2 separate regions of the Mus musculus genome follow, and region 1 is linked to region 2. Evidence: chromatin contacts called from public promoter capture Hi-C data. All regions are on one chromosome and are shown on one strand. The core of a region is the stretch at or near the end of the contact, and the rest is flanking DNA. Distances in the headings are between cores, read along the strand shown. Region 1 holds the start of Fam124b (family with sequence similarity 124, member B). Region 2 overlaps Acsl3 (acyl-CoA synthetase long-chain family member 3).

The links. Promoter capture Hi-C pulls out the DNA fragments that hold promoters and counts their contacts.
Region 1: a promoter capture Hi-C map of the HPC-7 cell line shows a contact between it and region 2, with 6 times the contacts expected there. The contact joins the promoter of Fam124b here to the enhancer-like site in region 2. A contact is called at or near these places in 7 of 39 promoter capture datasets (the 3T3-L1 cell line, the HPC-7 cell line, hippocampal neurons and 3 more) and 2 of 9 other capture datasets (adipose tissue and liver).

Annotation. Positions count from the first base shown.
Region 1 is chr1:80,212,198-80,216,257 of GRCm38.p6, reverse strand. Fam124b (family with sequence similarity 124, member B) reads left to right here and starts at 2,314. Exons shown (of 2, transcript NM_173425.3): 1 at 2,314-3,325. The coding sequence starts at 2,594. The region is part of intron 1 of 2310015K22Rik (a long non-coding RNA gene); the gene reads right to left. It overlaps LOC108167342 (a long non-coding RNA gene), which reads left to right. Exons shown (of 3, transcript XR_865551.2): 2 at 1-116.
Region 2 is chr1:78,700,510-78,704,300 of GRCm38.p6, reverse strand. It overlaps Acsl3 (acyl-CoA synthetase long-chain family member 3), which reads right to left. Exons shown (of 15, transcript NM_001033606.2): 12 at 2,841-3,032; 13 at 701-815. Among named protein-coding and RNA genes, the nearest start is that of Gm38631, 18 kb to the left of the region's middle. Within about 2 kb of position 1,705, at least 95 of the 459 cell types and tissues checked have an H3K27ac peak or open chromatin away from gene starts, as enhancers often do. A contact at or near this core is called in the HPC-7 cell line and adipose tissue, where this site is marked.

The sequences.
Region 1 (4,060 bases), core at 1,065-3,564, 1.5 Mb before region 2:
AAGCTGACGATGTCCCTGCATGTTTCCATCTCTGCTCTCCACTGCAGCATGGTGCAAACCCGAAGTTCACCATGGGGCTTAACTAAGAAGCTGCCATTTGTGCTGAGAGGAGGAAGGTAACCACAGTGGAGGTAGCAAGCCGGGGAGGGTGGGGTAGGCCCAGGATGTCCCAGTGCTCCAAGAGAAGGAACTGCAAAGACAGGTAGGATGCTGGCTGACCCTCCCCTGTTCCTGACTGCAATTGCTTGGTGCTTTAGCTGCCAACAGATTAATGAGATTCTATCTATCTATCTATCTATCTATCTATCTATCTATCTATCTATCTATCTATCTACACAACAACACTCCACAGGGAAAAGGAACGTTGGATGGAAGGCTAAACAACCAATTCCCACCTAGGAAGTTTAGCCTCTGTGTTAGACAAAATGCCGTGAGCTAATGAGTTAATCTTTTTGACTCAGGGGTAGGGTTTTTCTCTTCAAACATTTAGAGTTCTTTATGCTATTTTAAGAATTTCAAAAGTTCTTTCAAGAACCAGGGTTTGGTCTAAAGTGACTCAGAAGAGATAGAGGCAGGTTGTGGGGGAGGAAAGGGTCTTATAGTGAGGAAAGAGTGTTATAGTTTTCAAATGTCAGCATGTGACATGAATTAAGAGGTGGCTTCTTCTTTTTTTTTAACATTTGAGAGCTATGCTCTAAGGGGAAAAAAAACCCTCTAACAATTACCAGACAGTTAAAGCAAAATTAATCTAATTACTAAGTGTTATGTGGACATTTAAAAACAATTTGTCCTTACAAATTACATTTCTATAATTTTCTTATACAGAAATCTTAGGATTATAGAATTCAATTGATTAAAATTGTGGGTAGATCTGGATGGAGATGGTTCTTTTCCATGAAGTTTTGACTTTAAATGTGGTTGTTCTCCTGTTACTAAGTGGCCAGGCCCATAAGCTTCCACCTCAGCTTCTCTGCAGTCCAAAAGAATCGGAAACAGAAATTAGAAAAGAGAAGTGGATGACTGGATGCTTTGGTCAAGTCAAGGAAAGAAAGGGTCTATTTTTTTCTCCCATGTGCCTGTGAGAGTTTTACAATGTATAGAGACCTATGGATGTAGCCAGCAGATTTGCAGACTCAGCTGGAAGACTCCTTACTGCTCCTTTCCTGGGACTGCCTCCCCTGCTCCATTCTTAGCTATGGAGGGGCAAAGACGTCTCTCTTTAGAATTAGAGTACTCAGCCCATTATCAAAGCACGAGATCATAACTTTCTCATGTGTATTAAAGTTAGAGGAAGTTGGTTTTGAACTAATTAGAAAGTCACAACATATTCTGTAGCATTCATAGCTTCTTTTAAATCAAACTCACATTTAGAAATCGATGCATATCCGGGCCCAGCAACAGCACAACTATCAGAATAGCATTTTTTTCTTTGTTGTTTGTGGCAATAGAGATTTGATATATAGCCTAGAGTGCCTTCTACAGGGCCCAACCAGCCTTGAACTCACAATGATCCCCCTGTCTCAGCCTCCTGAATCCTGGGATTATAGGTATTTGCAACTAGGCTTGACTATTAAAGAATTTAGGAACAGATTAGGTGATTACATCAACGGTGGGGTATCCTTCTATTTAAGGTTCTACAGCCTGTATCCACAGGTGAGTGTGTCAACAGGAAGTTGACATGGCAGCTTTTCCTCATCATAAGAGAAAAGAAATCGTGGCTGGCCTTCTCAGCTCCAGAGAGGTAGCATTGGATATCTTGGGTTCAAAGACCTCAGCCACTTCACTGTGTGAGTTTGGCAAAGTTACTTAATTTTTTTTTTTTTCTTTCTATGCCTCAGTTTCTTGTCAGCAACTGGGGAATAATTACCCTCTTCTTTGTAGGCTTGTTGGCTAATTAAATCAATTCATAGGATGTTTAATGGCAGTTTACTCTAAATTCAACCAGGCATTTTTTTCAGTGAGGCCAACACTATTTAGACAAAATATCTCTTCTTTGTGACTTAGTATAAAATTATCAGAAGCAAGTAGCTGGCATGCAGATAAGACTGGGGAGTTGTTTTAAAGAACACATTCTATTCAGGTGGCCTGGCAGGCCACTGTAAACATCAGGATATTTAAGTAGGAAGTCAGAGCCCATTGTGGTCCACCAAATGGATGTCTAGTCAGTGTAACAGAGCCACAGATTGCTATCAGCACAACAGAGCCGCCTCCTGTTCCTTTCGGCCGATCATTTCCTCTATTGAGTTGAATGTAAGAACCACCCACTGGGCGTGGGTCTCAGCATTATAGGTTTTTAGGTCAAACCAAAACCCTGGGGAATGCCCGAGAAAGCCAAGCAAATAGTTACATCTGCTCAGACCGGATGACATAGAGCGACTCTGTTGTGTGTAGCCGACTCCACACTTGAGTGACATTCCCCGCTGGAGCACTGGAGGAAGCCAGGAGCATGTGTGATCTGGTGAAGAACTTGGTTCAGAAGTTGCTAAAGATTTTATAGAGGCTGAGGGCTCTGCGTGAGGCCTTGGTTCTTCCTAAAAGGCTGAGCTGTGGGCCCTGTCGGGTGGCCTTCATCATAATCTTCACATAGCCTGCCATGGATGAGATACAGGAACCTCTAGCCTTGACTGTGCATCTTCTTGCCGACACTGGGAACGGTTTGCTTCTGCAGCAGGCTCTGGACCAACTACTAGAATGTATCTGCCCAGAGGTGCGTCTCTTCCTGGTGTCTGAACGTGCCAGGCCAGTGAACTACCATGAAAAGTACCACCCGCGGAGGGCCCGCTTCCCAGGAATGTCTGTTTTGCTCTTCCTTCAGGAAAGCCTGGGACAAGAACGGTTGTTTCGAGTCTTGGACTTCCTACGGCGTTCACCCTGGCAGGGTTTCCCTACCCAGCATGCACAGGGGAGGTCTTGTTCTTATCTCCCTGCCAATCAGGAATTCTACAGTCTGCACAACCAGATGCCAGTGTGGGGCATGAGGCCAGTGAATTGTGGCACTGATATCCTCAGGGTGACTCTGTACTGCAGTTTTGATAACTATGAAGATGCCATCAGACTCTATGAGATGCTTCTACAGAGAGACGCCACTGTGCAAAAGAGCGACTTCTGTTTCTTTGTCCTCTATGCCACCGAGGGCTTCAGCCTGCAGCTCTCTCTGAAGCAGCTGCCCCTGGGAATGTCAGTAGACCCCAAGGAGTCTTCTGTGCTGCAGTTCAGGGTTCAAGAGATTGGGCAGCTGGTGCCTCTTCTACCCAATCCGTGTGTTCCCATCAGCAGCGCGAGGTGGCAGACTCAGGACTATGATGGCAATAAGATTCTGCTGCAGGTATTTCATTTCGTTCATTTCTGGGGTGTACCAGGTTTAGTAGGGTCAGATCCAGGATCCTGGGAGCTCAAACAAGCTAGACTTGGCCGTCCATCTACAGCAGGCCAATTAAAATGACGAATAGTAGAGGAAGACAGAGAAAGAATTCAAAGTGGCTACATTGAACAAGTGAAATCACCCTCCTGTCGCCACTCCCCTCCCCCATGAAGTTTAAGTTTAAATAGAGGGCAAGAAATATGCCTAAGCAGTCCTGGTCAGGGTGTGGTCCCAACCATAATCCATCCATTGTCTCAGCCCCAGCTTCTCCTGCAGGACAGCCAGGCAAGTTTGTCAAGACCGAGTCAAATCTCTGGGAGTCACCCCCTACCCCACCCCCACCCCCCACCCCCTAGCTGGCCTCAGGGTCCCAGCTTTACCATCTGGGCAACATGAGATTCCTGAGGAAATTCAAGTTTCTTGGAAGCCACTTCGCCATTAGTCTGAGAGCTAAAGGAAGGGGCACAAGTATTTCTTTAAAATAGCCTCATTCCTGTCAGGACATGGAAAGGTGTGGTGTTATTATCTGGATGGACCTTGGAGCTGATTTAGTCAGAGGTTTTCCAACCTGATTGCATACTAAGAAACTAGGGAGATTTTAAACTTGCCCACCCATGCCAAGAAGCATCCCAGGTTCATTAGACCAGCAAGTTTGGGGAGACCCAAAGCCTTTCTAAAGAACAAACAAACAAATAAAAA
Region 2 (3,791 bases), core at 456-2,955:
AACAAAATCCAGTCTCTGAAACATTTCTGGTTCTAATTATTTCAGAAGACAACTATTCCACCGGAAGCTCTACCTCCCAGGATGCAGCCCAAAGTCCTCTTCTAAGTTGATTGTCCTACGACACCCATGACTATGTCAGCTGCTACAGACAGGTTACTAGCCTTGTGCACAGACATGTGACTGTGATTACTGGTCATACGATTAAGTTACTTCACTTACTATTACAGAAATGCAGTCAGGTCTAATCTCAGATTCCATCAGTTCCCAATACACCTCTAGGCTTCTAAATTTACACTTCCATTCCCTGCTGCCTATGATATCCTGGGCTGTGAGGTTGTGGTGAGCCAGGCCAGCAGGAAGCATGGCCAAGCTGCAGGTCAGGACAGAAGAGAGGACTGTAGGGAGCTACTACTTATGCCCTTGCAGCTGACTGGGTCTGCAAAGCCTCCCTGTGCAGAGGTACTGAGGCAGCATAAGAACTTATTTCCCCAACTCTGTCACTCAGGACACTTACAGAGGAGAGCATCCCAGGAAGTTCCGGCTCACTAGCTATGCAGAGGAGGTGGTGGCCCCACAGGGGCTTCGACTGCTCACGGCACACCCAGCACACCCACCAACTTTTATACCGCAGCACACGGCTGCAACTGCTCACGGCACACCTGCCAACTTCTAGACCGCAGCCCAGACTCCAGGAGCTCACCTGTTTGCATACGCACAAATGTTATCTATCAGTGGGAGGTTCTTCAAAGCTGCCTCTACTTTCCCGAGAGAAACGTACTCTCCTGCCTGTAGTTTCACAAGGTCCTTTTTACGGTCTGCAAAGGGCAAAGGCAGAAATATTGAGAACAGTCATTAACACCTTAAGCACATAGGAATACTCTCACCAAGTCATTTAAAACTTTTCTCAACTAAGCATGGATGGCTGCCCTAAAGTTGAGATTATACAATAAAGTCAGACCCTAATCTTTTACAATTAAGTAAATTCTCTTGTGGAAAATATTGTACTTAAGGGACATCATCCTTATGGCTTGAATATATTCTGCTGAGCTGCTGCGCTCCTGACACTCACTAGTGCAGAGGGAAAGCAGCTTTGCACTGCAATGGGCAAAGGCACACCAGGAAAGAGGAACAGAAACACAGCACCCACACAACACAGCCAACTTGTGGGCTGGGAAGGAATCCTTGCAAGTGGGGCCTGAAGTGACTTTTATTGACCGGAGCTGTGTCAACTCAAACACTGAAGCATAAAGAGGAAGGAAACAATTCAAGAGGTGGGAGGTGAATGGCAGCTGGGTGATAGAGGCTCCCTGAACACAACCCCTAGCAGCTATTAAAGGTTTCTTAGAACTATGAGGTGTCGTCATTACACACTGGAAGTGGAAAGGTTTGGAGAGGTGTGCAGCAGCACAGCGGAGATCCTTATGATAGATAGGGTGGCACAGGCCTAGGCCTGACCCGCAAATGTGCAGAGAGGCAGACGATGCTTTGGAAGCCGTCTGCCTTTCTCAGTGAGACAGGATGTGGAGCAGAGGTCGGGAAGCCTCAGCTCCTTTTGGCCTTCAGGGTATCAAGACCAGGTGTTGTCAACAATTTCCTACAGGACAAAACTCTCAATGAAACTTTCTAACCTGCAGGGAAGCGCCGCAAGATCCACATGTCATAAAAACAGGAGGCCCACTGAGGAAATGACTCAGAAGCCCTAGGACAGCAGTTCTCTGTTGCAGCATAGTAAGGTTGAGAACCAGTACACTAGAAGTCCCTGACGCTCACCAGACGCACTCGACTCCTCCCTCCTCAAGCTTGCACAAGCAGTAAAGACTTCTAAGAGACACTGTCAAATAAACCAAGCAAGCTGCCCAGAGGATGCTCAGACCAACTGGGCTGCCAAGAAGAGACTGCTTCACCTTGTCAAGCTGCCAGCAAGGTCAAGCAGGACGCTCCAGGACGCCAGCTTCTGTGGGCTCTCACCCATGCTGGGGTGGACTTTCGCTGCTGCTGCATCTGTCTCTAGTCATTCCTGCTCACCTGCACTCACTCCATAAGGAACTCCAGTGACACTCACTAGTTCACCAAGTTGGACGCTGGTGGCACCAGCATTTAGTCTGTCATCTGTCCCCTATGTGGGGTAAGCAGATGCTTGCTTGTGTCTCCCAGGAAGCCCCGAATAACCCCAGGATGCATCTGGCACTACTGAAGCTGAACAAACTGCAGCAGAAGCACGAAAGGTGTTTTGCCTTGTAGGTCACAGTACTTGACTTGCCAGGCTTTCCTTGGTTTTCCTGGGCAAAGCCAGGACTAAGTTCAGACCACAAGCACTGCACAATAACCTAGCCAGGCAGCTAACAAAAACAAGCATTCCCTACACCAACAGTAGAGAGTGACTAATGACCACAAATCTGTGGCTGAACAGCTTTTGCAACCGTATTCATAACATGCCAAGCTTTAAGAACACTTTAGTCTCTCTTTAAAATGTTATATTTCAGAAATGATATAAAAGCCCCCCTCAATATTACAGAGATAAGCTCTTTCACTAGTAAAACAGTCTCTGTAAACACAGGCACCACTTTGTAAAGTCATCTGGGAAAACACTTTCAAGAAAGAATTCAGAGGCTTAAAAGATGACTCAACATTTAAGACCATGTAGTACTCTGGCAGAGGACCTGGGTTCAGTTCCCAGCACCCATATGGTGGTGGCTCACAACCATCTGTAACTCCAGCTCCAGAGGACTTGGCCACCCTCTTCTGACCTCCGAGGACATCGTGCATACATGCAGTACACATACATACATGGAGGCAAAACAGTCATACACATAAGCTTTTTAAAAGGACGCAATACTCACCAATGATCTTCAGACAGCCGTCAGGGTCAAACTCTCCAATATCTCCAGTGCACAGCCACCGCTGTCCATTTTCATCTTCAAAGAAATCTGTCTTTGTTTTTGCTTCATTTTTGTAGTACCCCATTGTCACATTTTGGCCACCAATAAGAATTTCACCTCTGGGATGTGGTTTGTCAGTATTAAAATAGCCACCTAATTAATAAACACAAAATAACACATATAGGTATTATACAAATATTCTAAACTATTAGTTTCTAAGTGTAGACATCTTATTTTAACCAATTAAGAGACTCCAAGAGAAACAAACTAGACCGTGTAACTAAACATTATCAATAAGCTAGAGACAAATTCTCAGTTGTTAAATAATGAACATCCATGCTTTTAAGCTACTATTCCAGTCTAAAACCCAGCATCCTCCACCTACTATGTAAAATAATTATACAGGTTCTACTCAGTCTATACATCAAACTATAAAAGTACTGTCACATATTAAATAATACAACAGACCCCTTTGTAAAATCACATTATTATATAGTGAGAAATTTGTTCTTTCAGATAATTTCAGTTTAACTCTGGGCTTAAATTTATTGAATATATTTCTAACTTCTGCTAAAAACAGTTGAGAAATTTTATCAAACCCTTAGAGCCTTTAGAAAGTTATGTCCCAATAATTCAAATAACCTACATGCCTTAATATGTCACAAACATTTTACAATACTTTTTATTTCAAAATAAAATAAACAATAAACTTTTTAATAGAATTATTTTAAAAATTACTTCCTTCCAACATATGCTTAAAGCCCTCAGGGAAAAGGAAAAAAAATATAAAAATACACATGGAGCAAATGTGATTTTTTTTTTCTTCTGAAAATTAAATTATCACTACTCTTTTATCACATTTATTCTCCCTCCTCCCCCTACCTCTGTGTGTGTGTGTGTGTGTGTGTGTGT